Linked DNA regions of Mus musculus: all the other regions are linked to region 5. Evidence: chromatin contacts called from public HiCAR-type and promoter capture Hi-C data. All regions are on one chromosome and are shown on one strand. Each heading gives the region's core, a stretch centred on a gene start, on an enhancer-like site or on the middle of the called end of the contact. The rest is flanking DNA. Distances are from core to core; before and after follow the strand shown.

Region 1 (2,845 bases), core at 331-2,830, 2.9 Mb after region 5:
GGGGCCAATGGTTTGAGCCAAGATACCCATCCACCCTACCCATCCACCCAATGCTTCCTTAAATACAAATTACCATCTCAATCCTCAGTTTTCATGCCTTTCCACTGAACACTGAATAAAATCCACCCCCCATTTCCACCTGTCCCTTCCTGTCCCCTAACCAAACTTCAGCCTTACTGCTCATCTAGTCTTTTTTTTTGTTTGCTTGTTTTTTTGAGACAGGGTTTCTCTGTGTAGCCCTGGCTGTCCTGGAACTCACTCTGTAGACCAGGCTGGCCTCAAACTCAGAAATCTTGCCCATGCCTCCCAAGTGCTGGGATTAAAGGCATGAGCTAGCACTGCCTAGCGCCTGTAAACTCTTAAGGACAATGATGACTGACTTCCCCAACAGGATATACCCAGCACACAGCAAAAAACAAAAACAAAAACAAAAAAACAGTTTAGTACATCCAAGGATGCAAGCACAAAAACTGATTGGCCAAACTCTGAGAACCATGATAGAAAAATAAAGCTGGGGCTTGAGAGGTGGCTTTCTCTCGAACCTGGCAGTCTTGCAGAGGGCCTGGGTCAATGCCAGCAGTCACATGGTGGCTCACAACTATCTGTAACTTCAATTGCAAGGCTTCAGATACCCTCTTCTGACCTCTTTGTGCACCAGGAATGCACATGGTGTACATATATAAATGCAGACAAAACACTTTTCCGCATAAAATAAATCCAAAAAGAAAAATAAGGTTATAAACAGTTTGCCACTTAATGGTTAAGCCCTTGCATCCAGGATTTTGGACCAAGAGGGTGGATGAGCCTAATGGGATGAAGATACAAAGATAGAATGGATTCTTTATGGGCAGGAACCGTTGATAGCTCTGAGATGTCAGACTTCTATACACTCGTTTGCGAGATCTCTATTTTACTAAGAATCCTTGCCGGGGACTGAAACTGCCTGTTGCTTACATGCCTAGCAAAAAAAAAAAAAAAAAAAGTACTCAAATCTCAGGGCTTAGTGGTTTAACAGTTACTGTACCAGCCCGGGCTTTGGAGTAAGAATTTTCAATTCAAGTTGAGAACCTACATCCCTTAGGAATTTCACGTTTCTTCCACTATTACATGACATACTCCAAGTGAGGGACTGAACCAGTCCCTCACAGACAGCTCTCGTCCAAGTGTATGTTGACTACAGATTAACTAATAGGCACAATCAGCTTCTCTAGTCTCCAAGTTCTCGTGCTGGTTGAGAGTCCCATAGTTGGTATCTATGCAGAACTGCGGTCCCATCCTTATAGCACCACAAAGGCACCAACCAAAAATGGCGACTTGGAAGCTCTCCGAGGCCGTCGGTTACCGGTCACGCTCGTGAAAGAGATGAGTCGTAAAGAAACATCTAGGACAGGGATTCACGCCGTGGTAGGGGACGCAGAGTAGACCCACGCCACCAGCAAGCCACACAGAGCAGAAAGCCCGACCTGCCAAGCCAGGCGCTGGGCTCACAGTCCTACCACGTGTTGTAGTACCATCTGCGCCTGCGCTAGTGAGGCGCGCGCCCGGCGGCCGGAAGAGCCGCGCGTTTCCGGGTTGGAGGCGGGGAGCGGTGCCGGAAGTGCTTGGGGAGGGCCGCGCAGTCGGACCGGCTGCTGAGACGAAAGCTTCACTGGGGCAGTCTCCGCATATCATGGGGAGATAGACGCTGCTGCCTGTGAGTCTTGGGCCCTGGCAGTTGAGGACGAAGAGCGGGAGGAGGGTGTCAGGACCCAGACCCACAGCGGGTCAGTGCTGGAAGAACTAGGCTGTGGAAGAGACGGGGCTGAGGAGCCCAGGCTCTTGGGACGGGACTTGAGGGGTTCGGGCTCGCAGAAGCAGCGGCTGTTGGGGACTCGAGCTCTGAATGAGAGACTTAGGAAACGGGGACGGATGTGGATTCTGCAGCATCTGAGGGAAAGCCTTCTGAGAGGGACAGGATGGTGAGGATCCCGCACTTTATAGGAGGCGAGGGTAGGAACGAAACGGGGCGTGAAGACACAGGCTCCAGAGAGGTAAAAGTGGAGCCCGAGAGGACTCGGGCTCCTAAGAGACAGAAGCGGGACAGTAAAGTCCCAGCTCCTAAGGATTCAGAAACCGGGCAGCAAAGACTTGAGGACTGGAGCTAGAGAAGGAGGCAGAGAAGACTTGAATTTGAAAGGGAATCGAAGCGGGCAGTGAGGACTGGGTCTTCTTTGGGGACAAGATCCGGGCTTTCAGACTCAAGAGTTTCTGGAGGGACAGAGATGTAAGGACCCGAGCTCCTAAAAGTGAAGGAACTAGGGGGTCCTTAACGGCTGGGAGATCAGCCTTCAAGGGAGAAAAGTTGAAAAGGTTTAGCGATCTGTTCTCTGTACCCGGAGGATTAGGATATATATATTCGGGGGAAGACTTCTTGGCGCTGCCTATTTGGCTTTTGGCATTTAGGCTTTTTCTTGTGTCCGTTACTTAACCTAGAAAAGCCACATGAAACGTCTTCGTTTTTCTTCATTATTGTGAATCAGATGTGAAGCTGAAAGCAGTTTGAACTCAGTTATATACTTGATAAGTACCTTAAGCCCTGTTCCATTCAGCCCCCGTTGAGCACAGATCTCTATATCACTAGCAAACTGTCATAGATGGAAGGGCAGCAAAAGAACACTTTGAATTCTTTTACATTTAAGAAAAAGAGGATGCAAAGAGGGATTAGGATCACTGTGAGCCAGATTCTTAGGTTATACAGTACTCTACCATGTACATCGAAGAAGAGATGCTTGCTTGAAATTATTTGAATAAATGCTTTTAGAATCTCTACCCTCAAACTCAGAAGGGATTTTTTTCTAACGGATTT
Region 2 (3,013 bases), core at 141-2,640, 2.7 Mb before region 5:
TAAGACATTTCTATATGCAGTTTAATTGTAGTCTCTCCTCTATTACCCTTTCTATTGTTAAAAGAATTATTTTTACTTTATGTGTTATGGGGTTTTGGCCTGAATGTATGTGTGTGCATCAAGTGTGTGAAGTGCCTTCAGAGGACAGAGATACACCAGAGTTGCTGATAGCTGTCTTCCAGTTGCCTTATGGGTACTGGAAATTGATTCCAGGTCTTCCAGAAGAGCAGCCAGTGTTCTTAAGCACGGGTCCATCTCTCCAGTCCATCCCTAATTTCCTATCTTACTCTTTCCAAAATATTTCATGTAGGGCATGTGGATCAGGAATTTAATTCTAGCACTGATGAGTTAGAGGAAGGCAGATTTTTGTGAATTTGAAGTTAGTCTGGTCAACACAATTAAATTAGTTCCAGGACAACCAAGGCTACATAGTAGTAATACCCCATCTCTCAAAAAAGGCCGGGTGGTGGTGTCACAATACATTAATCCCAGCACTCAGAAAGCAGAGGCAGGTGGATCTCTGAGTTCGAGGTCAGCCTAGTCTATAAGAGTGAGTTTCAGAGTAGCCAAGAAATCCTGTCGGGACAAATCAAAATATAAAAAATAAGTAAATAAAAGTGAACATTTAAAAATTTGTTGGGATGAGGAACTTTGGGGAGGGGGGCAATGGCTGGAGTGTAAATAAATACTTTTTTTTCCCATTTTTATTAGGTATTTAGCTCATTTACATTAATAAATACATTTTTAAAATAATATTTTAAATGTAATGAAACAGAAGTATAGTAAAATATTTAAATTTAAAATTTTTTTTAAAAATTATTTGTATTGGGGATGAACGCGCTAGTGTGATGGTCAGAGGAAAACTTTGGGGAGTCTGTTCTTTCTACCGTGGGTTCGAGGGACAGGCTTGACTAACGTGCTTTCTGCCTCTGTCTATCCAGTACTAGGATTTCAAGAGGGAACCACCGCCAAGTAGGTTTTTTGTTTGTTTGTTTGTTTTGCTTTTGAGATGTGTTGTCCTAGGCTGCTCCCCTGGTCCTTAACTCTATGGCTCGGGGAAATTGTTCTTCAATCTGGCTTGCAGGGAAAATTTTCCCGTTTGTTTAACGAGCAAGGAAATGAAAACCAGAAAGCTGAAGACCTCCTCTCCTCTGTAGCACCCACACGTGCTGGTACTTCTTACACAGGGTACGGCTTGATTTGCGTGCAAACTCTAAAATTCGACTTGGTAGATAAGGAAACGCAACGCCCCATCACCCACAGCTACGTTTCCAAACCACACCTCTAGACCAGCCCACTCCGCAATCTCAGCGCGGAAAAGCACCCAAGCTCCCGCCTGCTCTCTCGCGAGAGGTGACGTCATTGGGCCGCGCCAGTGACTGGGCCGTCGCGCGTCTTGCGTCACCCCCAGCTCAGTCCGGGTGTGCTGTCTCACTGGTGAGGTCGTGTACCCGGGAAGTGTCCCTGTCCGTGGCCTCTGCAGCCTCCCGCTTCCCGGCACCATGGAGTACCTCATTGGCATCCAGGGCCCAGACTATGTCCTCGTCGCTTCCGACCGAGTGGCCGCCAGCAATATTGTCCAGATGAAGGACGGTGAGAGGAAGCAGGGGGAGGCCCGGCGGGCCTGGCTGGAGGGGCAGTCGGCGGGAGTTGGTGAAGGGGACCGTGGGCCTCCCTCTGGGCAGCTTGGAAGATGGAGCCCAGTGTGCTCTGCCCTGCTGGCACTGCAGGATTGAGAAGCCGGGGGAGCCGGCAGACAAGCTTAGGGCTCTAGTTTGGGATTCTGGGTCAGATGAGGCTTGCTAGGTGAGAGTTGCTCAGCGTGAGGGAATTAAGTTTATGAGAGCTCAAGTGTGTGCCCGGCGCCTCCAATTTCTGAATTTCTGGCAAGTTTCAGTCGCCCCAGATAGAAGTTATAATTTGTGGGTGCCCTAAGGTGGGATCTTGGGGAGAGTGAGACTCCCCAGAGTTTGGCATTTCCACTCTGCTTCCGCTGTCTTCAGTGGCTCACCTCAGAGCCTCTTCCGCCTTTCCCTGGCTGCTAGATTTTACTTGTCGTTAAATAGTGGAATGCAGCAGAGATGGCCTCTCTTTATTTGCTCTGTGAGTTTTGTACGTTATTTTTTTTCCCGTGCCCAGATTTTCTTATCTCTCAAATTACTAATAACCAACTCAAAACTTGTTGAGAGGATTGAGTGAAGGAGTTAGCATTGGACAAACACTTAACAAACTGAAGCATATATGTATCAGGTGTGTCCATCGTTAACATTTTAATTTGTTAAAAGTTTGGCTCTACTATGTGCCCTTCTTGCAGTTAGTTTTGGAGACAGAATATGTATAACTAAGATGTATAGATATAGTATATATTATATATAACACACATGCATATATATGTGTGTGTGTGTACATATATGTGTGCGTATACATATCTATGTATGTGTATATATGTATGTGTGTGTGTGTATATGTGTGTATATGTACAAAACTTTCTTAAGGAGATGTTGAAATAACTCAGTAGTAAAGATGCTTTTGCCCAGGCTTCACAACCGGAGTTTGGTCCCAGAACCCAGATGGCAGAGGAAGAGACCCCACCCCAACATCCTGCAGGTTGTCCTCTGACCTGTGCACCTGTTCTGTGGCAATGTGCACCTGTGCAGAACAAGAGAGAGAGTCTCTAAATAAATAAATAAAAATTTTAAAATTATCAAAGAAAAAGTTTCTAAGCTTACAGGTGGTAGAACCTAGGTTCAAATCTGTGTAATTTGGGACTGAGTCTACAATTCAGTGGCAACATATGTTTCGACCATATACAAGGCCCCAGCCTCAGCACTCCAAAAACAAGTTAGTAGACATTATGCAAAATGATCTCTTTTACCCTTAACAACTTCACTACCTTTATAGTGACAACTGACCCACAGAATCTTGAGTGTTTTCATGACTGATCATAGGCATGTTACTGTTTGAAAGATATCTAGCTTTTGTTCAGTGGATTAAAAGTTCATTTGACAAGTTT
Region 3 (2,701 bases), core at 60-2,559, 2.9 Mb after region 5:
GTTTGAAACTCCGGGGAATAACGATGAGCGCCAGGGCTGAAGCAAGAGCCGGACAGTGAAAAAGAGTCTCCACCCCAGAGCGAGCTGATCTTTTTAAAAGGTCAGTGTATTGGCTCCTTCGAATTTCAATTCCCTCCGGCTTTCTCTCCCCGCTTCCTTCACATGTGAGTGACTTCCAGAAAGTGCTCCACGAGGAGGAAACACAAAGGGCTCCTAAGACCTACGAGAAAACTAAGGACCTGGTGCTTCTCAAAATGCATTCCACCCCCGGCCGCTCATGAATTACTCGTTGTTAACGAAAAAAGCTGCCCGCCAGCTGCAGGGCCACACCAAAAGGGGCGACCGCCCCGCGCGCGGCACCTGCGACCCGAGCGGCTTCGGAAAGGTCCTTTCCCCGGGGCGCGTCCTCGAGCCACCGCCCCCACGGCCCGGCGGACCCCCCTCCCCATCCCGGCCGGCGGCCACCCGGAGGAGCGGGGTCTTACCTTTGTTTCCTTGACCTTTTGGTCTCTGCGAGAGGAGGGGACGTCGCCGAGCAGCAAGTCGTCCGAGAAGAAAACGGAAAAGGAAAGACAAATGAACGCGGGGCCCGAGCAGGGAAGAAAGGAACCGGCCTGGGGGGGACGCGTGGTGAGGGGGAGGCGGGGACGAGCGCTAGGCCGGCGGGGCAGCCCCGGCAGCCCGGCCACCCGGCAGCCACACGAGGGAAAGAGAGGAAACGAGGAAGGGAAGCCCGGGCCGCTACTGGGAGGGAGCGCGGCGCGGCCGGCCCGGCCCGGGGAGGAGCGGGAAGAGCGGGCCGGGCGGGAGACTCAGGGCGCGGCCGGTCTGAGGCCCGAATCCCGAGCCGCGAGAGGCGCCCGCCGCGGCCCGGCCAGGAGCGGCGGGCCCGGGCCTAGTCGGGCCCCGTCTCGCCTCACACAATGGCCGAGACATGCGGGCTGGGCCTGTACCTGCTCCAAGAGGCTGCTGGCCGACATGGCTCTCGGATCCTCACGGGGAACGACGGCGGCGGACTCCTCGTCGGGACAGCGGCGGCGGCGGATGAGCCCCGACGACGGGAGCAGAGGGTGCGGCGGCGGCTTTTGTCCCTGACACTCGGAGCCTCGCCTCGGCGGACGCAGCAGAGACACAGCGCGCGACTCGGGCTCCGGCTCCGATCCGGCGACGCTCTAGGCCGCCGAGCTCAACGCCCGTCTCTATGCTCCGGAGCGCGCGCCCGCCCCCTCGCAGCCCGAATGGGGGAGGCCGAGCGGCAGAGGCGGGCGGCGCGCGCGGCGCGAGCGCTGACTCTCACAGTCGCTGACCCACGCGGAAGGGCCCGGCGCGAAGCATCTCGGGAAGGGAGAGCCGCGCCCGTGGCGCCCTCTGCTGGGCTGGAGGAGCGGAAGCGGTGCGCGCGCGGTCTCCCCGCCCCCACCGCCGCCGCTTTGGGCCTAGGAGCCCTGGGTGGCACCGGGGGTCACCACTGGAGTTTTTTGGCAAACACCTAGAGAATAATTGTTTTGTCTTAAGAAAACACGCAGAAGCCCCTTTCTTAATGGGGCAGAGGCTTCTACTCTGTGTAGGACTTGAGCCCTAACTCATAACTGCATTTGATAACTCTCCCCCAATTTGAAAAGGAACCAGAAGAGAGGTCCTAAGAGCTCACAGGGAAAACTTCATGGAGGTCGGCCCAGAAGACACCCGCGCCCTTCCTTAAGACTATTGTCACCTTCCTTCCTCAGGGACTTGAAAAAAACACCCAGGAGCAGTACTTCCACTAAATATTAAAAAGCCGGCCCTCACTGCCCTGCACACAAGACATTTACCCCTTTGACTTTTGAGGGAGAAAAATATACACTCTCTTTTTTTCAGAGAAGTCAGTGACCCCAAAATAATCTAGTAAACTCTGGACTTTATTCCCAAGAAAAAGACACCTCACCCGTATGCACAGTGTCACACACACTTTCTTGAAGTCTGTTGGACCCTAAGAGGAAATATTCGTGATCTAAGGACTGGAAAATGAACGCTATTCCAGTATGTGCTGTGTGCAGGGCTTTGTCATTAAGTGCTTTCTGACACATTAAATTTAAAGACTTTCAACAAGTTCAAAGTGCCTATCAAACAATGTTACAGCTGGGAAAAGGGAGATTAAGCATGCTGCCAAAGTTATCAAGTTATTAAATAGATCTGTGCTTTTGACACAAAGAACAACATAATATCATTCTTCAACAGCTAGAAAAGAAATCCTGTATTCATGAGCTAAGATTCACTGGAGAGCCAAAGGATGAGCAAAGGCAGGTTTTTTTTTGTTTGTAGGGTTTTTTGTTTGTGTTTTGAGACAGGGTGCCTCTAGCTGTCCTCAAACTCACTAGGTAGACCAGGCTAGCCTTGAACTCAGAATTCTGCCTGCCTCTGCCTCCTAAATGCTGTTATCAAAGGCATGCACCACCAAAGGCATTTTTAATTTAAAAAAAAAAAAATCACGAGCTGGGCGTAGTGGTGCATGCCTTTAGTCCCAGCACTCGGGAGGCAGAGGCAGGCAGATTTCTGAGTTCGAGGCCAGCCCGGTCTACAAAGTGAGTGCCAGGACAGCCAGGGCTACACAGAGAAACCCTGTCTCAAAAAACAAACAAACAAACAAAAAAAAAATCACTCTGGACAAGGATATTTAGTAGTAGGTTTTGCTATTGCAAATGGTAGACACCTGAGCAATGCA
Region 4 (2,864 bases), core at 5-2,504, 2.9 Mb before region 5:
TGTTGCTAGTTTTAGTTTTGGGTTTTTTTTTTTCTCTTATATTTGGGGACCTTTCAAATTGGCAAGATGAGATATGAAATTCAGTGACTTGCTAGGACATAATAACAAGGCAATCCCCCAAATATATGAAAACAATATATTACTGATCTTGTGGATGGAGAGAACTTTCAAACTGGAGAACAGGGTGACTGCTGGGCCAGCAGGCCGTTATGTAACACCTATTTCATGTTACTCTATCAACTACTTTAGAATCGCTGACTACTTTTTCCTTTTTAAAGACAAGCACTATCCAGGCCGGCTTCCTTTCTCAAGACCTCTTTTTTTTTTTTTTTTTTTTTTCCTCAAGAGACAAATCCTAAATTCCAGATTTCCTGTGCAGGGAATAGAAAATAGAGGGGAAATAGTGTCAGCATCCTGAAGCTCTGCCTTCTAGTAAGCAGTGGTCCAGAGCGACAGGACATCTCCGAGCTCCTCAGAAACTACACACTCAGACACTGAGAACCAGGGGTGGGAGCAATGCCATCTTGCATCTGACGTCGCCCGAGCACCAATTAGAAACGTAATCATTGATTATCTCAGAGTATCCTCAAACTACACTAATAGGTAGATAAGGGTTATGCCTGACTTGTTCTGCATCCATGGGACACACGACCCGGTTAAAGGACAAGCGCGCCCTTTATATTTCCAACAAGAATTCCAAAAGCAAGGGCAAACTTCTCTCCATTCTCAGGGGAAAGCACTCTAGGGGGATGTCATCACCTACAGAACTCCAAACTTAAGCCCTCCTTGTAGTTTCGCCAACTCAATGACCCCAAGAGTGTAGGTCCCTGGGCTGTGGAGAGGACACCCGCATCGGGCCTGAAAGCCCGCAACTCCCTCACTATGTGCGCTGACAGCACCTGAAGTGGAAGGAACAAGGATGCTCAGGGGACAACATCGGGGTAACGACCCCACCTGCCCTGTCCCGCAGCTCGCCTCACCTGCGGAGCCGATTTCCATTCATGGAGCTGGGGGGAGTGCTTCACGAGAGAAGGGTGCCACCACAGAGGCGAGGAGCGGACGCCCTCGGAAAGCTCCGGGCACAAGAGGCACAGTCGGGAGAGACAGACAGCCTGCAGCGAGGTAAGAGCGGCGACAGTCCTGAGTGAGGACGCTGGAACCAGGTCCGGAACTTGCGTCGCCCACAGATGCTGACGCGTGCAGCTTCCCGACCCGCCAGCCGCCCCGCCGCCGCAGCCGCTCGCTTTTCCCGGTCGCCCCCGGAAGCCCGCTCGCGTCACTTCCGCTCTCCGGATCCCGCCCCGCTCTCCCTCCGGGTCGGCAGCTCGCCTGGAGCCAGAGCCTTGCGGGAGCAACAAGGTCTGGGGATCTGTGGGCGGGTGAGCCGGTGCCTGGCTGGGGCGGAGCCGCGGATGGGCGGTCGCCCTGCACCCGCTGTGCCTGACGGCGACAATCCCGAGCGAGAGGCCAGCTTTCCCCGTGCCAGCCTCCCGGGTGAGGACCGCTGCTTGAGGCGACATCGCTGCCTGCCCGCGGAGCTTACCTGAGGTACATCCTACCTGAGAGTGGCGGGTGACCAGCCAAGGGCATCCTCCCTCCCAGCTCCGTCTGCCACACCCGCTTGGAGCACGTGCACTAGGCGGTGACCACAAGTTCAATATAGTTTTTAAACGGATGAACAAGAAACGGGATGTTCCATGTATACCAGATGGAATTACGTTTATGTTTAAACAGTCTCCCAATACGTTGAGGAACCTAAACGACCTTCCGGTGTTTAAACACCTGCTAAACCTTCTCTTCCTTGGGACTCGAGACTTTTACAGCTAAATTGGTCAGCCTCCAGTTTCCCCGATCCGATCCAGTCTGGTGCTTTTCTGCTGACTTGGAACCTTTGGGAGACTAGACCCAGCTCATTATCCGGCAAATAGTCCGTCTTTTAAAAATACTTGGCTTCGTGAAACCAGATACTTCATGCAAGCTTAGCAATGATTCAGTATTTTTCCCCGTGTCCCAATGAACCAGTAATGTTTTGACATATATTTCTTTTTTAAAAAAGAGAATTGAGAAAGATTTTATTTTCACGATCCCTTCCCTCCCCGTTTTGGGTTTTTGGATTAGTCACTTTATCTTTGGACTTTAGTTTCCTCATCAGAAAAACTGAAAGGAAAACAAAAAACAAAAACCTCCCAAATGTTAGTAACAAAAATATTTACAATAGTTACAATTTTGAGGTACTTAATAAATATGCTGACTACATAATAAACATTTAATACATGGAAGTGACTCCAAGCCACATCTAGCACACCAATTCTGCCTCTCTTCCTGTTGACTGAAAAGAAATACTCTTATCACTTTTAAAATATCACATCCTCAGATGAATGAGCACATCTTAAAAGTCATGTTCAAGCTCTGATTATATACAATCCATATTGACCTAAGCCATAAGAACTAAATCTCAGACTTGTGGAAGGACCTATCCTACCCCCAATCTCTTGATTCTGGAACTAGTTCTTTGAATGAATGCAAGCTCAACTAGCTTCCAGAAAAACATGGTGTGGTGACAAACAGCATGCTTTTATTTGTTTTCAAATGTGTGTGGTGGTGTCTGGTCTCTGCACTTCTGGTGTCTTGGAGGCAAGAAGAGGGTGGCAGATTCCTGAGAACTGTTCAAACAGTTGTGAGCCATCCTGGGTGCTGGGAAGCACTTAGGTTCTCTGGAAGAACAGCCAGTGATCATAACCACTGATTCATCTTTTCGAAGGTGCTGCCTTTTTTAACACTGAAGGAAGATTTGCGTCCTTAGAGTCAGTGAAATCCAACAAATATCTGTGATGGGTTCCTATCTACTTTTGCTTTTACTGTTT
Region 5 (2,700 bases), core at 159-2,658:
AACCTTATAAATGACTTGAGAAATCAAATGTTTTGTTGAATAAACTGGACCCAGAATAACTTTTGAAAACGGTCAAGTTTTATATTACATGGCCAACTCCAGTCTTAAGAATGGCTATTCAACTCCATGCTGAGGGAAAAAACAAAAACAGGGCTGGAGAGCTGGCTCAGCGGCTAAGAGCATTGACTGCTCTTCCCAAGGTCCTGAGTTCAAATCCCAGCAACCACATGGTGGCTCACAACAATCTGTAATGGGACCCAATGCCCTCTTCTGGCTTCAGTGTATTCATACAAATAGAGATGACTTAAAAAAAAAAAGTAAAAGAAAAAGAAAAAAAAAAATCAAACAACAACACAACAACAGAGCATGTTTTCTTTGCAGGGTAAATTACAAAATGATCTTCTGTTTTTGACATTATTTCTAGTCGAGGAAAATAAATAGTACTCATAAGCTCTGATAATGTCCCCCCTGAGTGACTGGAGGGCAAAAAAATTAAAATATATGAACTATCAAAAATATTCAAGATTCGCGTCACCTGGTCACATCTGGAAGCCACTGGGCAGTTAAGCTGGGCCACTCCAGGGCATGGGTCATCACCAAATCATAAAGAAAAGGGGTGTTCTTCTTCCATATTTTGTACTCCTCGTTGATCACCCGTTCTTCCACTGCGTCGTCAAAGGCCGCTAAAATGTTTTTAAAAGACAAATCAAGTTAGCGAACGTAAACGGAAAGGGCACAAACCTCTCCAAGCCACCGGCGTAGCGCCCGGATTTTGACAACGAAATGGAGATTCATCTTAATCTCCCAGGTCGCGGGCACCAACGCCACTCTCGGCCGCGGCGGGCCGGAAGTCCTGGGGCCACCCCAGCCGGACACTCCGTTACTCCTTCGGGGGCCGATGGTGTCCAACCCCGAACGAAGCACGGTGGCGCGCGCCAAGTCCGCCAAACCCGGGGAGGAGACCTGCGCATCGAGCCTGGGGATGGAGAGCGGCGCCCCGAGTCTCGGCAGGCAGAGGGACCGGCAGGGAGCCTCGTAGTCGCCTAGGCCGGAGACCTGGCGTCGCCTCGCATCCGCTCCGGAGGAGCTGCTGCGCCGTTAGCCCGCCCCGCCGGGGAGCTCAGTCCTCAGGCCGGCGTCGCTGGGACGAGGCTCGCCAGAGTCGGGCCTGCTCTCCGTCTCAGGCCGCGTAACAGGCCACGACACAGCCCTACAAGCCAGCACCGTCCCTTCCGAGCCGGCCTCGGCACACTCACCTTCCTTGTCAGCCATGGCGGCAGGAGAGCCGGGAGGGGTTGGGGGATCCCGGGGTCGTGCGTTGCAGGAGGGGCGGGGAGGCTACGAGCGCTCCACTCCGCGCGCGCGGCCTCTATTGTTTCCTGCGGCCCGTGCGTAGGGGGCCGGCTCGCGTGCCTTCGCGCCAACACCGACCAATGAGAAAGCGCGGGTCTGAGGGGTGGGCGGAGCATCCGCCTCGCGGCCTATGGAGACGCTCGAGAGTCGTTTTCTCCAGAGTCCCGAGGCGCGCGCGCTCCGCCCCTTCTCTCTCCCCCACCCCCCACCACAGTCCGGAGACTTCCACGGATTGCGCGCGCGCCCCGCCTGCCGGGATGAGGCCCGTGCAGATCACGTGACATACACCCTACACGCTCATGCGCAGCCATCTTCTTAGCAGGCCGTTATGCTGACAACTCCCTCAGGGTAGCGAAAGAATTTGGAAGTGTTTCCGGGTCTGGTTAGCAACTCGGAGGGCCAGACGAGGAGAAAACGCATCACCGTTTAGACTTACAGGTGCCTAATTCAAGGTGGCGTCTTTTAACTGACTCCCTCGGTACTAATAGTGATGAGTGCAGGAAATAAGATGCTGGTCTCTAAAACATGTTATAAAAGCGGCAGGACCGAGCCTGGCAGCCCGGCAGCCCGGCAGCCGCAAGCGGGTATATCCTTCCGCGAGCTTGCAGAATGGAGTCCTGGTCCTTTTAGACCCGCTGCCAAGGGGGTGGGGTGTAGAGCGGAAGTTATGGCGCGGGGCCGAAGTCTGGCTGATGAAGGGCGGAAGTAAGAGTACCAACTCCGCAATCATGGCTCAAGAGGAGGAAGATGTTAGAGATTACAATTTGACGGAGGAACAGAAGGCGACCAAGGACAAGTATCCTCCAGTCAATCGAAAATATGAATGTGAGTAGGTGGCCCACATCTCTTGCATTCGGACAACCTGCGGCTTCCTGCTTCGCCCACTTCTTTGCCCTAAAGGTGCTCTGGCGTGATCACAGTGTGCCCCTCTTTGGACCCAATTTAGGGGGAAAGTGAAGAAAAAGATCACCTTACTAGAGAATGAAGAAACCCGAGGCCGTATCCCCTGCCCCCATCCATTCTAAAAGTCCATGTGTGCCTGAATCACACTTACCTTTGGGGATAGAGTTAAATGGTGTGGCGCTGGTCCAACATTTATCATTGTAAATTATACTTGTGCATTAGTTGTATTTTTAAGTGATTTCTGGGTTGTCCTCGAGTTTCTCCCAGTAGGGAATAGTGTGACCAGGTTAGAGTAATCAAGACATACCTTTTTCTGTGCGTGCGTGCGTGCGTACGTGTGTGTCCACAGCCCAAGATTGGATCTTATTACGTACTGCAACTTTTGCATCACGTTAAATTTTTTTGAAAGATAAAAATTTAGCCGGGGGCTGGTGAGATGACTCA
Region 6 (2,702 bases), core at 19-2,518, 2.8 Mb before region 5:
TCATAAAGAGCAGGTGACAGTGGACGCGAGACGATCACATTACTTCCCTTACACGCTTCCTCCAAAGATTAAGAGAATGATGATTATAAAATTCTGCCCATTGTTTGTCACAAACTGTATGGCCAATAAAAGTCAGTCCTCCAAATGCTGGAGGAAGTGCTACAGATAGATGCATATTTGTGAATCATTGATGTATACGGTCATAGTAAAATAGCCTTTTTTTTTTTAAAAAGGGGGTAAAATATGAGGATGGGACTCTTTTTTGTATTTTTTGGAAGCCTGGAGATTATACCAGGGAGGGCCTCATGCAAACTAACTAAGCAAGAGCTCTACTACTGAGCTGCATCCCCAGCTCAAGACCCTTAGGGGTGTAGAAGTGGGCGGAGATGTGGAGAAATGGAGTTGTTTTTTATCTGAATGTGTATTCAGATAAAGGGGAGACCAGTGTCAGAGGTGACTGTCATCCCTCGTATCCTCTGAGGAGATTCTAGGGATGTGAGGTTTTCCGTGCTAAACCTGGGAAAGTCCTAAGCAAACTGGACAGAGTTGGTCACCATACCAGAATAGGTGAAGGGGGGTGGGGGGAGTTAGAGAGGAGGGGGGTTTGGGTGGGATGGAGGATAATAAATACTCAGATCTTTCTTTCCCTGTGCCAGCTGGTCTCTTTATAATAACTTTGTAAGGAGTTTTAACACTGGCTTGACCATTCAGAAGACAAAAGACAAGTCAGCTGGGACAATACAGTCCAGAAAGGACATTCTTGCCTGCCTATAGAACATGGGGAAGAAAGGACAGAGAATCGACCCGAAGAGGTAAAAACATTAACTCTGCAGGTTAGGATTGCTCCAGGGATGAACTGATGGAGAAAGCCTCCACTGGGGTCTAAGGTTCCCTCAGCAAAAAATTCAGGTGTGGGACACTCCCAGAATCCTGGGAACTTCTTCCCAGTTCACTTCCTGCATTGAAATTTCTCTCCTCTAATTGCATACGGTACGACCCATCGAACGAAGACATAGGTCAAAAGTCCAAGAACATCATTCGCAAGATACCTTCTTTCTAAGCCATAGCGCGGGATCTCTTCGCTCCCCGAGAACCCCCAGACACCCCAAAGCCACTCCTAGATCTGTTTGACAAGAGCAGCCGCAACCCGCCAAACCAACGCAAATTACATTTGCCGGGCAGGCAGGAGGCGCCTCCTGATTGGCAGGGCGATAGGGGTGGGGCCTCGGAGGGAAACCCTCCCTCGGATTGGTGCAAACCCTCAAGGTTGAGCGTTGTACCGCGTCTGGGCGCGAAAGCTCGAACTTCGCTGCCGAGCTGGAGACGGCGGGAGCTGTCGCCGTCAAGTTGAGGTTACTGCAGACACGTTCTCCTGGAGCTGTGCGGAAGGGAGGCCGGAATCATGACCGGCGAGGTGGGTTCTGAGGTGAGTTTAGGCTCTGGTCCGGGCTGTGGAGGCCTTTCGCTGAGGGCCGAGTGGGACAGTCAACCCAGCAGGGCCAGAGCGCCGAGCCGGGAGGACTACAATTCCCGGCGTGCACCGCTCCGAGACCACTGGACTGAGTCTGGGGGCCTCTGGAGGGTCTCCATCTGGCTTCCCGCGCTCAGTCCCCACAGCTTCTGGTTCGGCGGCGCGCGCTGTTGTCCGCCCAGCCGGGTCCTCAGCTTGTCACTGCAGCCCGCCTTGCTCTTTGGCGCGTTTCCTGCCGCGCAAGCTCCCTTTACAGCATCCCCACAAAAAAAAAAAAAAAAAAAAAAAAAAAAAAGGCCTTGGCCAGCCTGGCCTGGAAGTTGTGGGGTGGGAGTCTCTGTAAGCACAGGGTGAGGGGTATAAGCAGTTGGAACTCTGGTTCTGGAAGGAACTTGTAAGGGTGTCGCGCGTGGGCCCACAGTCTTTGCCTACAGTGGCCTGGCTCACAGCGTCCTTCCAGTAGCTGGTGACTCACTAGTGGAATTTGGCCATAGAAAACCTTTTCCGTGATCTGTGTTCTTTTCTGGAGCCAGGACTAGGGCCAAATAGTTGCCTTAAGAACAGATTTAATGGGGGTACCAGAAAAACCTAATCACCAAAGGAAAGCCTTTTTGTTGTTGTTGTTGTTGTTGTTGTTTTTTTTTTTTTTTTTTTTTTGAGACAGGGTTTCTCTGTGTAGCCCTGGCCGCCCTGGAACTCACTCTGTAGACCAGGCTGGTCTCGAACTCAGAAATCCTCCTGCCTCTGCCGAGTGCTGGGATTAAAGGCGTGCGCCCCCACGCCTGGCTATGAAAGCCTTATTTTGACATGAAGTTTTCACGATTAGATATTGAACAAAATAACAGACTTTAATCAAGATCTCGTTGTGCACCAACCTGTCTTTTTGCCTCACTAGGATTTTTTTAAAAAGCCTTAATTTAAATAACATTATTTTCAAAAGGTGGCTGACTTCATAAGCCACACTTTTGCTGACTCTTACTAGAAAGAGAGAAAGAAAGAAAGAAAGAAAGAAAGAAAACAAACATAAAAGTAGGAGACAAAGACAGGGAGGCAAAGTTAGAAGAATGGTATGTGAGCACAATTATGACATGAGTGAGTGTGTGTGTGTGTGTGTGTGACTATCACAGTGGGATCTGAAGGATGGCTCATAAATAAAGACATTTGTTTTGAAGCCTGACAGCGTGACTTCTATCCCCAGGACTCACCTAGTAGAAGAGATTAGATTTTTGCA

Evidence for each region. Promoter capture Hi-C pulls out the DNA fragments that hold promoters and counts their contacts. HiCAR-type assays count read pairs that join an accessible place to other places.
Region 1: a promoter capture Hi-C map of the C10 cell line shows a contact between it and region 5, with 4 times the contacts expected there. The contact joins the promoter of Taf12 here to the promoter of Rbbp4 in region 5. A contact is called at or near these places in 1 of 39 promoter capture datasets (the C10 cell line) and 1 of 115 datasets of contacts at active chromatin or transcription factors (astrocytes).
Region 2: a contact with region 5 is called in a HiCAR-type map of astrocytes, with 2.5 times the contacts expected there. The contact joins the promoter of Psmb2 here to the promoter of Rbbp4 in region 5. A contact is called at or near these places in 1 of 39 promoter capture datasets (pre-B cells) and 1 of 115 datasets of contacts at active chromatin or transcription factors (astrocytes).
Region 3: a contact with region 5 is called in a HiCAR-type map of astrocytes, with 2.9 times the contacts expected there. The contact joins the promoter of Ythdf2 here to the promoter of Rbbp4 in region 5. A contact is called at or near these places in 1 of 115 datasets of contacts at active chromatin or transcription factors (astrocytes) and 1 of 9 other capture datasets (adipose tissue).
Region 4: a contact with region 5 is called in a HiCAR-type map of astrocytes, with 4 times the contacts expected there. The contact joins the promoter of Ago3 here to the promoter of Rbbp4 in region 5. A contact is called at or near these places in 1 of 39 promoter capture datasets (liver) and 1 of 115 datasets of contacts at active chromatin or transcription factors (astrocytes).
Region 6: a contact with region 5 is called in a HiCAR-type map of astrocytes, with 3 times the contacts expected there. The contact joins the promoter of Clspn here to the promoter of Rbbp4 in region 5. A contact is called at or near these places in 1 of 39 promoter capture datasets (liver) and 2 of 115 datasets of contacts at active chromatin or transcription factors (acute myeloid leukemia and astrocytes).

Annotation. Positions count from the first base shown.
Region 1 is chr4:132,272,795-132,275,639 of GRCm38.p6, forward strand. Taf12 (TATA-box binding protein associated factor 12) reads left to right here and starts at 1,581. Exons shown (of 6, transcript NM_025579.3): 1 at 1,581-1,693.
Region 2 is chr4:126,676,253-126,679,265 of GRCm38.p6, forward strand. Psmb2 (proteasome (prosome, macropain) subunit, beta type 2) reads left to right here and starts at 1,391. Exons shown (of 6, transcript NM_011970.4): 1 at 1,391-1,593. The coding sequence starts at 1,503.
Region 3 is chr4:132,210,947-132,213,647 of GRCm38.p6, forward strand. It overlaps Ythdf2 (YTH N6-methyladenosine RNA binding protein 2), which reads right to left and starts at 1,310. Exons shown (of 5, transcript NM_145393.4): 1 at 954-1,310; 2 at 486-510. The coding sequence starts at 980.
Region 4 is chr4:126,428,288-126,431,151 of GRCm38.p6, forward strand. Ago3 (argonaute RISC catalytic subunit 3) reads right to left here and starts at 1,255. Exons shown (of 19, transcript NM_153402.2): 1 at 981-1,255. The coding sequence starts at 999.
Region 5 is chr4:129,333,962-129,336,661 of GRCm38.p6, forward strand. Rbbp4 (retinoblastoma binding protein 4, chromatin remodeling factor) reads right to left here and starts at 1,409. Exons shown (of 12, transcript NM_009030.3): 1 at 1,257-1,409; 2 at 536-683. The coding sequence starts at 1,272. It overlaps Zbtb8os (zinc finger and BTB domain containing 8 opposite strand), which reads left to right and starts at 2,007. Exons shown (of 7, transcript NM_025970.4): 1 at 2,007-2,178. The coding sequence starts at 2,082.
Region 6 is chr4:126,555,712-126,558,413 of GRCm38.p6, forward strand. It overlaps Clspn (claspin), which reads left to right and starts at 1,269. Exons shown (of 26, transcript NM_175554.4): 1 at 1,269-1,426. The coding sequence starts at 1,403.